2 separate regions of the Callithrix jacchus genome follow, and region 2 is linked to region 1. Evidence: chromatin contacts called from public Hi-C data. All regions are on one chromosome and are shown on one strand. Each heading gives the region's core, a stretch centred on a gene start, on an enhancer-like site or on the middle of the called end of the contact. The rest is flanking DNA. Distances are from core to core; before and after follow the strand shown. Region 1 has its middle 150 kb from the start of SEC61B. Region 2 holds the start of NR4A3 (nuclear receptor subfamily 4 group A member 3).

Region 1 (5,070 bases), core at 1,401-3,900:
CCTTCCTTGGTTCACAATGACAGTCCAACTTCTGACAGTCCTGACTGCCATTCAAGCCTTTTTGCTATTTAAGAATTTTGAGGAAGAAAACCGTCATCTCAAAATCCTGGTAATCAGAAGTGTCTGGAGATTTCGAGCTGTTAACACAGAGAGGTGGCAAAAGTATTTTCTAGGACAGCCTTATGGGCCAGAATGGCACCGGGAGTTGACGTAACTGAAGCCTGGGCAGGTTTCCGAAGCACAGCTGAGGTGGAGAGTAGGTGAGGGCTGCCGCAAAGGCCCCAGCATCTGAAGAGCACTGCACAGTTTGTCAGAGGCTTTCAGCTCCACGCTCTCACTTAGTCCTCACAGCAACCCCATGCAGTGATGGGTGTCACTCCTCTTCACAGCTGAGGAGACCGTGGGGAGAGGAAACATGAATTGCCCACTGGCAGGCAGGTGAGAAGAGACAGAGCTGAGACTCTCACCTAGTTCTTCCAACTCCAGGCCCAGCATCTCAGGACTGTATCCCAATGGCTCTTGCACCTGTATCAGGGCCAATGGCAGGGTCAGTGGCAAATAGCAGAGGGTCCTGAAAACAGATGGGAACATCTAGAAAAGGTAAGGAAGTTGTCTCCGTCAGCTCCAGCCACTGTAACAAATACCCTCATTTAGTTCTGCACTGGGAAGTGCATGATGAGAGTGCCAGAATGATCAAATTCTGGGGAGGACCCTGGCTCGACATCTCCTTGCTGTGTCTTTACATGGCAGAGAGCAGAGAGAGGAAGCTCACACTCTCCTGTCTCTCTTTCTGTGGGCACTAATCCCACCACGAGCGTTCTGTCCTCATCACCTCATTACCTCCCAAGGGCCCCAGCTGCAAAAACGATTACATTGGGGATTAGGGTTTCAATATAAATTTGGGGGAAATGCAAACATTCACTACATAGCAGAAGTATAGCGCCCTGGTGGCCCAGTTCATTTAGTGTAATAAACCTGGCGCTGTGCTAGGCTCTGGGGATATGGCCTGAACAAGGTAGGGAGGCCAGTGGATAAACAGGCAACTCCCACACAGAGGAACAAGCATTCTGGTGGAGGGACGTGCAGGGGAGGGCACCACACCCAGATGCAGTACTGGGCCTGATTCATTTTCCAAATATACAAAAATGACTTGAGGTTTGCAGAAGGAGTGAAAAACAAGTAAATAAATAAAGGTAGTTGCTGTAGGAGGGGAGATCCAAGAAGACTTCCCAGAAGGGGTGGACAGCCTTCTGGAGCTGGGGCCCTGAAGGGTGGGTAGGATCCTGATGTGCAGAGACTTGGAGAAGTATTGCAGCCCAAGGAAGAAGCATGGTCCCTGCAGAGGCAGGAAGTGGGAGATTCCTGGGAGTAATCACTCACCTTCATAGCCTGTGTAGGCACTGTATGGGGTAGGGTAACAGGAGATGCAGCTGGAAAAGCAGATGGGGGTCAAGACAGGCCTTCCAATGTTTCATTTTATCTCACAGGCAGTGGGGAGCTGTCGAGAGCATTTTGAGTGGAACAGTGATACTGTTGGCTCTGCATTTTGAAAAGGTGGTTTTCAGGGCAGTTTGGATGATGCTGGGGAGAGGCTGACAGGTTCAAGGTCATTCCTGAGGAGCAGGTAGCTGAGACATGATAAGGGGATTAGCAGGCTGACTTGAGGGCAGCACCAGCATACAAGCCCCAATCATATCCGAGAAGTACAGATCCACCTGGAGGAGCCAGGAATCAGAGGCAAGCTCAAGGCTGGTGATGAGCCAGAGGGCAGGGGCAAGGCAGATGAGAAGACTCCATGGGAGTGCAGGGCTAGGGTGGGAGGCTGGGGGCAGGGGTGTGAGGGCTATTGTTCGAAAGGGCCGCAGGTAGGCCCCTAATTGAATGTGGGTGTTCATGAGTGCATGTATGTGCGTTGGGCTGTACATGTGGATAATGATGCATGCACGGACGTGTCCCTGGCTGGGAGGAGAGGGCACTGGGCTAAACGGTGACAGACCAGGAGATAATGAGGGCCCCCAAAGGCCTGGAGGGGAGACATACAGGCTGGAGCAGGTCCTAATACCCACATGGGCACTCAACCCTTGGCCATCTCTGTAGCTATAGAAAACAGAGCAGTGAGCTTCCCAGAACGGTTTTGTTCCCTTGGTCATGCTTTACTGGAAGGCAGTGCCTGCAGCACCTCCCAGCTGTCCAGCTCAGGAGTCCAGCCACCGTGCCCCAGGCACCTACTTAGCATGTGACACCAGAGACACAGACATGAAAACCTAGTCTTTTTTAAAAAACTTGAATCAAACTTTATGGCACTTTCCACTGATTTTCTAGAAGTTTGTCCTCTGCACTCAAGGCTGAGGAAACCAGCTTATGGGCAGGCTGGTCATTCCAGGGGGTTCCTTTGAAAACTTCCGGGGTGTCCAGGAGCCAGCAGCCTGCTGCGCACGGGACGCAACGCCGGGTGAAATCCCAGATGAAAGTGAGCGGCATCGCCGAGACAAACCCAGATCCTTTTCAGCACAGCGACTGCTTCCTTTCTCCCTTCCTCCCACAGCTCGGCTAGAGTTTACTGCCCAGCCGAGCTCCGTGGAGCGTTTCAGAGCCATCCGTGCCGCTTGCCCCCCAACAGGGCGACGCCGGCTGGCTGACCCCTCGCCTGCTGGGGGGTACTGTACCCACGGCCGGGGCTTCGCTATCCCTTTCCTCCCCTCCCGCTGCTGACGCACGCTTCCTATAATAAGCCTCTGTTACTTGGAGCTGGGGCGGCTCCGTAGTAAGCCGAAACCGCTACTATATTTACACCCTTTCCACATTTAGACAAAGGCTATTTTTAACAGAAGGTCTATTTGTGGGGGTTGCCCACGTCACACTGTTCACATGCATCTCACCATCCTCAGTCTGTTCTTCTGATTTCACACTTGTACCGGGCCTCTCTCCTTCTCTCTCTCCTTCTCTCCATCATTTTTCTTTCATTTCTTCCTTCCTTTCTCCCATTTTCTTCCTTTTTAAAATCAGATTGAGGTCTTTGGCAGGCTGTTTGGCCAGAGCCCTTCAGGAGACAGTGAGGCCCAGTCCTCACAGAGCAGAGTGGGCAGTGTGGCCACGTGCTGGGCTATGAACTGTTCTTGGCACCTACTGTGAGGACCAGCAGAGACCCCAGTGCCCAGGGGCTCCATATTGGCCCGTTCTGCCTCCAGGTTTATGTGGGCAGGATGCTGGGACCACGAGAGTCTGCCCTTTTCTCCTCATGCCAATCTAGTTTTATTGGAGGGGGGACGGGTGTGCACGTCTGTGTGTGTGTGTGTGTGTGTGTGTGTGTTGGGGGAGAAGTGGTGAGCAGGGTCAGAGGAAAATAAGCCAATGCGTTCATCATTCGTGCAGAACACTTTTTCAACTTAAAAGTTAATTTTATCAGATTTGTCTAAGATGACACAGTTTTTGTTTGTTTGGGTGAAGGCGGTTTCATATTTCCTAGATGCATAATCCACTTATGAAAAAGAGGGGGGATACATGGAGTTAGCACATGTCAAGTGCTTGCTGTAGTCAAGCCCTATTGGGCACCAGGGAGATCTGGACTCAGACAGCAGAGCTATAAGGGGTGGTCCTGCCTGCACCAGGTTTCAGGTGAGGAGATTGAAGCCCGTGGAGATCCAGGTCAGGCCTGAATTCACTTAGCTGGTAAGCGGCTGTGCTGGAACTTAAATCTTTACAGACTGCGTGCTGGCCCCAAATCTCACACCTCCCCCATTGTTCCCTTTTCAGCTCCTAAAACACGCTAGTCTCCATTAGCACTGTTTCTGTTATTTTCTTTCCCTAGTTCTGCTCCTCTCCTCAGCCCCCACCCCAATGAGAAGAGACCTTCCCCACCTCAGAACCCCATCTGCATTTCCTTGGTCTACTCTTCAGATTATGAGTCCTCTCAAATACAGGCATGTCAGAATCTAAAAAGGACACCAGAAAAGGCCTGGTGGGCACTGAAGTGTCCCAGAGAAACCCCTTGTTGCCGAATCTTATGTTTTTCCTCCCAACAGTCAATTTGGATTGTAGCTTCTGAGTAAAATATTTTTACTGCATTTCTGAGAGAGGAGAGCTGAGATTTGAATCCACATCAGGCTGTGCTAGAAACAGAATACAGAGCCCATCATAGGATGCCCTGCCCTCTGTAGCCTAACTTCTGAAAGTCTCATAAAACATGTGAGAACCGAATGCTCCCTGAGCCCCCATATTCAAGCCTTTAAAATTGCTGATTCTGGTTCAGACGTTTCCTGGAGACTCTGATAAAAGATTATTGTCTTCTTGGTGTCCTAGACATGAGGGGTCCTGAGCCCAGGAGTCTAGCAGCTGTAACAAGAGGCAAGTCACGTTGCTTATATTTAATTCAATGTCTTCATCCCTAAAATAGAGATCATAATGCCCCCTTGCCCACTTAGCCACTTCACAATTTGCAGAGATGTTGTAATGAGAGAATGCATGTGAGCGTGCTGCTTTGAGAGTGGGCAAACGCAACAAGACAGCTAGCTGCTAGTGCTGATGTTTTTCATCCTTAGTGTGGATGTTGAGAGAGAGCTCAGGAAGGCCAGGTGATATGGACAAGGTCACACAGCAAGTAAGTGGTTGAAATAAAGGCACAATAGCCCTGTGTCCCTCAGCAAGGGGCTGAAAAGAAATTACAGAGCCAGTGGGAAGGCTCGGGTGCTGAGCTTTAGCAATGCTGGGCTGAGCTCAGTACAGAAATGGGGACACTGATTTGGGATGAATCCCAATGCTCTCCCCAGCTGACCCCGACTCCCTGTACCTTGGTCCCAGTGGCTTCTCAGGCTTCTCTGCAGCATGGGTGTCCTGCCTTGGCCAGAGCCGAAATCCCAGAGCAGTGAAAAAGGAGCCAGTGTCACGGGGCTTCTGGTTTCAGGACGCACTGGAAAGGTGAGAAGGAAGCTTGTCTTCCCATGGATCTGGGCCAGACCTGGGTGGCGGGGCCTCCCCACCAGGAGCTGGGACGTTCCCCAGGTGCCCGGGCATCCCCAGGTCAGGAGGGCCCCCAGCACTTTTTCAAAGCATTAGCTGGGTCAGAAAATAAAT
Region 2 (5,070 bases), core at 846-3,345, 440 kb before region 1:
TCCCCGTGGTGGAGTGTGTGGAGGAAACCGTGAAACGCACCATTGTGACCGGAGCTCCTCTGCGGAGTTTCCAACCCTGGGGAGCGGGGGCGGAGGTTGGGCGGGGGCAATAGCAGCAGAGAAGAGACCGACAGAAAGGGAAAGACTGAGATTCTCAGAAAGACCGAGAGAAACGAGACAAGCCGCAGGGAAGAATTTCTGTGAGCGCAGGGTCCCAGGGAACCGGGTGGGTGGGTGCGGGGGGAGGGAGCGGGCGTAGAGGTTGCTATGGCTTAAGGAGTCTTTGATACTAACTGCGAGCATCTTGTTCAGATAAAATAACTCGAATAAAGTAACTTCATTCATTGTGCCCATTAGCCTCATTGGGCAGCTTTTTCACGCCCCAACTCGGCTCGGTAAAATATTTCCCCATCGTGGGAAAAGAGATCCGGCGTTGGACTCTCGACGGAATGACAATGACTGACGGCTCCCTGTACTTCTCTCCCGACACCCCAAGGCCCTGTGATCACAGCCTGATATTTCTGATTACTAACTCCTCGCAGCTCTTCCCTCTGGAGAATCCGGATGCATAAATAAATAAAAGACAATCTCCAAGAACGGTCTTGGAAATAAAGGGATAGATGCGCTCTTCCTCGCCACTGCTCCGAGGCTTCCAACAGGTTGGAGAGGTGCCTTTGGAAGTCAGTCTCCGCAGCCTGCGCTCGCATGACCGCTCTCGTCTCACCACCGAGAACTTTCATTTATACTAAGAGTAAAACACTTGGAGCAACTTCTCCAAAAGCACTAGTTCTGTCAGTGAAAAGTAAAGCATGCCTTTCCCACACAGAGCCAAGGTCCGGAGGAGAGGGACACCGTCCCCACACGTGTCAGGCCGCTGGAGTCGGCAATTACACCCGATTTACCTCCTAAAGGAAAAGTGTAAACCCGCAAGTCAGCGACGCCAGGAAGACGTGCCTAGTGGAACCCCAGGCTCATTTCAATACAATAAGCCACATTCCTACAATTACGCCCTCTTTCCTGAGGTCCTCCGAGTGCCTCTGCAAACTCTGGCCGCCTCTGCCTAGGCCCTTCCCTCCCAAGCTTCCTTCCAGAGAACCAGCTCCGTGCCACGATTAGGTACATTAACTTGGACCACCAGAGCTCTTATTTTCAATCCTACTTAAAAGGCAGGAAAATTACTGCCGTTCATCACCGGAGCTGCAACTCCCTGCCGCTGCCGCCGCCGCCGCCGCCGAGAGCATCATTACCATGACAACTACAGCCGAAATACCCTGAATTACATTGCTGGAGCCGCTACAGCTCAAATCCCGGTCCTCCTCTTTGTTAGAGGCTTTTCGCCTCTTCGAGTGGGGGGAGGAATCCCACGAGCTCCAGAGATCCCCGCGGGCCCACTACTGGGGAAAAGTTTCAGACCAGAACCTACGGGCCGCTAGGCTAGCAAAGCCAAAGCCTGGCAGTGAGGTGGGGGAGGGAACCCCACACTCAAAAGTTGTCAATTTCAGGAGCGACGCTTCCCAGCTAGCCAACTTTTTAAACAAGCCCCCTTATTAACTGGGCGAATTTCATACGTACTTGAGTGCTGTGGCGGTTCCGTCTTTAGAGCGAGTTTCTAGAGAGCTGTCCCGAAATCTGCACTGGGGGGGAGTCACAGCTGCTGTCCCGGAAGGGCTGCGGTGTACAATCCCAGCGGCTCCCGGAGGCGGTGAGCGACTGGTGTGGGATGCTGCGATCCCGACTCATGGGAGAGCACAGCCGAGAGGTTCCGCGGGCGTCCTGGCTCGGGCTGCTACCAAGGGGGAGGATGCCGCTGCTGTTCCCACCTCCACGGCCACCGCCAGCACCGTCAGCGTTCCAAAGTGAGCCCGAGAGGGGCGTCCGGCTGCGGCGCCGCGCTGCACCCGCGAGGGCTCAGGGCAAGAGGGGTGTGAGCGCGCGGGAGAGTGAAGTGTGTGTGCGGAGCGTGTGTGCGCGCTTGTGTCTGTGTGTGAGAGTGAGGGAGCGGGTGTGAGCGCGTCTGTGTATGGGGAGCGGAGGAGGAGCAGGAGCTGTAAGAGTGGGGGGCGGGAGGCAGGAGACTCCGCTCTCCCGGCTGCGCGTTCGCTCGCTCTCTCGGCACGTCATTTATGCCACAGGAGCCCTAGCGGCCTCTGCATAGAGTGCCTGGAATGCGAGACGTCAATGTGACGCCATGGGACGCTACGTCACCCTCCTCCTCCCTCCCTTGGCCCAGCCGGTTCCGCGTGTGCGAGGGAGGGTGTGTGTGTTTGTGCGCGCGCGCGCGCGCGTTCCCCGGCCAGTCGCACGGCCACACAATGGAAACTCCGTCGCTCGGCCGGCCCCGGCCCGGGGGCTTCTCGGACCCGCGGTGCCAGCCCTTTTGCAGCGGACCGGCTCGCCAGGGCATGCGTCGGCGGGAAGGTGCAGCGACCTGCCCACGGGTCAGGCGGGACCGCCCAGCTGTCAGGCTCGGGTGGAGTAGAATTGGAGGACTGCTGCTGGCACGCCTCCGAGGCTGCCCCGAGGCACCAAGCCAGGGCGAGGGGGTAAGGGAGAGGACAGCTCTTCCGAAAGGGAAGGCTCCGCCTGCTAGCTTCTCCGAGTGACCTGGCAGCCGATGCAGAAGGCGTCTGGCACCAGCCCGAAGACGCCCTGAGGTGCAGTTGCACTTTCCTCCTGTAAAGGTTCTAAAGCTGTTTACCTCTCTCCGGTCCTCTGCGCCCACGCTAATCCTCTCTCCCCCCATCATTTACTGGGTGCGTGTTTCACACAGGGATGCAGATGGCTCTGAGGATAAGGTTTTATTTCTTTACACGTACAGCGTGGGTTTAACTGGACACGTTATAACCCAGCGAAGTGCACATTCATCATCCACACGCGCGCTGCAGCAAAAACTACTCAATGTGTATAAAACAAACACACGTGTAGAACAGCTGAGCGGGTTTGACTATTGCAAATCATTCCTCCTCCCCAGTCCTGGGCCAGAAATGGAACTTTCAACTAGCACTTTCACTTTTTGATGGTTGTAGATGCCCTCTGCCCACATCTCCCAAATTAAACATTTCGAAATCAATCAACAGGATTTATTAGTCAGTCCCTCGCTAGGGGATTTGCTTTGGTCTCCTGGGACACATTTGTCATGAAATGGTGTGCCGAAAGCCTAGGCGACTGTATAAGGGAGAGCAATTTCTTGCTGGAAAAGATAAATTTAAGTGTAAATTTCTTGATGAAAACAAACTTTATCAGAGTTAAAGACTTCTAGTGCCAAAGGTTGCTGCTGAATGAACGAAACCTCCTTCGGAAATGAATTTTTGCAGAGAAGAAAATATTTGAGTGAAACAATGCAGACGGAGTGGTCCCCATGTGGTCCGCTTGAATCACAAATACCGTTTTGTATCTTTGACTTGTCCCAATGTTTGCGTGTGGCGGGGGCAGGGGGTGCGCGGAGGGGAGATAAAGGATTAGATTGTAGACAGCACACGTTTTAGAATTGAAGAAGGTTCGAGCTAGAACCAGAAACTTGAAAAGAAACTACATATAGATAAATATGGCATGTATATATTTCTTCGCCTCCACTTCCAATTCAGACAGGGTGGTGCGTAGAGGATCGTGGGAGGATGCCCGGAAAGTTGACCCAGCCAAAAGCAACCGAATCTCTGCACAGCCGCGGGTTCCAATCCAGCCTCGGAAGGAAGGAGGGCGCTGCTACATTGTATCCATTCAAAGACTGGAGGGGGGGGAGCAGGACCTGGAGCCGCGCGGCGCTGACGCACGCGAGGCGCGTGATTGACGCAGGCAATGTTACTAAATTCGGCGGTTGGCCGGGCCCAGCCGCCGGCGCGCGCCGCAGATAGCGGAGTAGGTTCCCCTCGGTCACCCCCGCCCCTTCTCCATTCAGCGCCGCGTGGGGCGGGGCAGGGCGCGCGGGGCGGGGCGGGGCGGGGTGCGCGCGGCCGCGCTAGGATCCGGCCGAACCAAATATAGTCGGGCCTGTCTATTTTTAGCCGGGCCTCGGGCGCGAGCCCGTCGCGTGAGGGGGCGTCCTGACCCCGCGGGGAGTGCGAAGGGGGCGGGGGCGGAGTCGCCATCTTGGACTCGGTTCGACCCTGTCTGTTGTCCGGCGACGCGTGGCCGGGCTCGGCGCCGGGGGTCGGGGTGAGTGGGTGCGAGCCGTGGGAGAGCAGGGGGCCGCCGGCGGCTCTCTCAGTCCCGCGCGGGCTGTGAGGAGTGAGCGGGGCGAGGTGCGGGCTACAGCCGGGCGCGCGGCTCGTGCACGTGTGTGTGCGAGGAGGGGGGTGATGGTGATCCCCGCCCGCCCTGCGGAAGGCCCGGCGGTCCTGCCACCCGGCCTGCCCCTAGTTGCGTGGGGGCGGAGCTGCCCGCGGCCACCACTTCCTGAGTGCCGGGGATACCCTTCCCGGACGTCACGGAGGAGCCGAGGCGGTGGTGGCGGCCCGGGGCTTATCCTGCACTTGCATCACGGGTGCCGCAGCAGCTGCTCTGCTCCTTTGTGGCTTTTTCCCTTGTTGAGTAACTGCTTTGTTAACTGAAAATACCATGACGGGCCAGTGTGATCACCAGCTCCAGACCTCAAAGAAGTGAAGCTGTCAGGCAAGAAGAGGGAGACTCCCCCAGCCGGCTGCGATGGTATCTGGTGGGTGGGTGTGTAGAGAAGCACTTGACAGTTTCCACGTCTTCTTGCCTAACTCTTCACTCCCAAGAAGATTTAAAAATACTTTTATTTCCATGCTGTAAAAATTTCATTTGTGTTGTGCACCTCCCTCACTCCCCATAATCCCCCTTCAATTTAAACTTTCATGCAGAACTGCAGTCACTGTAAGCAGGAACCCTAAAATTAGGTACAGTTTTTAGGAAACGTGACATCTTTCAATGAATTTATTGAATAAACTACATTTTCTAAATGTTAGCATATATGAAAGGTCCTTGCCTTTCATATGACAACTCAGAGTTGTTACAATGCTACTAGATTGTTCATATGAATTGGGCTCCAGTGACCGTTTCAAACCAGTATCCTTGTTTACGTAATTTTTTTTTTTTAAAAGAAAACTCTTC

What was found. A called contact is a pair of places that touch in the nucleus more often than the background predicts.
Region 2: a Hi-C map of skeletal muscle shows a contact between it and region 1, with 4 times the contacts expected there. The contact joins the promoter of NR4A3 here to the enhancer-like site in region 1. A contact is called at or near these places in 2 of 3 Hi-C or Micro-C datasets (both in skeletal muscle).

The regions. Positions count from the first base shown.
Region 1 is chr1:147,488,256-147,493,325 of calJac240_pri, reverse strand. No RefSeq gene overlaps it. Among named protein-coding and RNA genes, the nearest start is that of SEC61B, 150 kb to the right of the region's middle. Within about 2 kb of position 2,650, at least 6 of the 16 cell types and tissues checked have an H3K27ac peak or open chromatin away from gene starts, as enhancers often do. A contact at or near this core is called in skeletal muscle, where this site is marked.
Region 2 is chr1:147,923,527-147,928,596 of calJac240_pri, reverse strand. NR4A3 (nuclear receptor subfamily 4 group A member 3) reads right to left here and starts at 2,095. Exons shown (of 9, transcript XM_078373351.1): 1 at 1,573-2,095.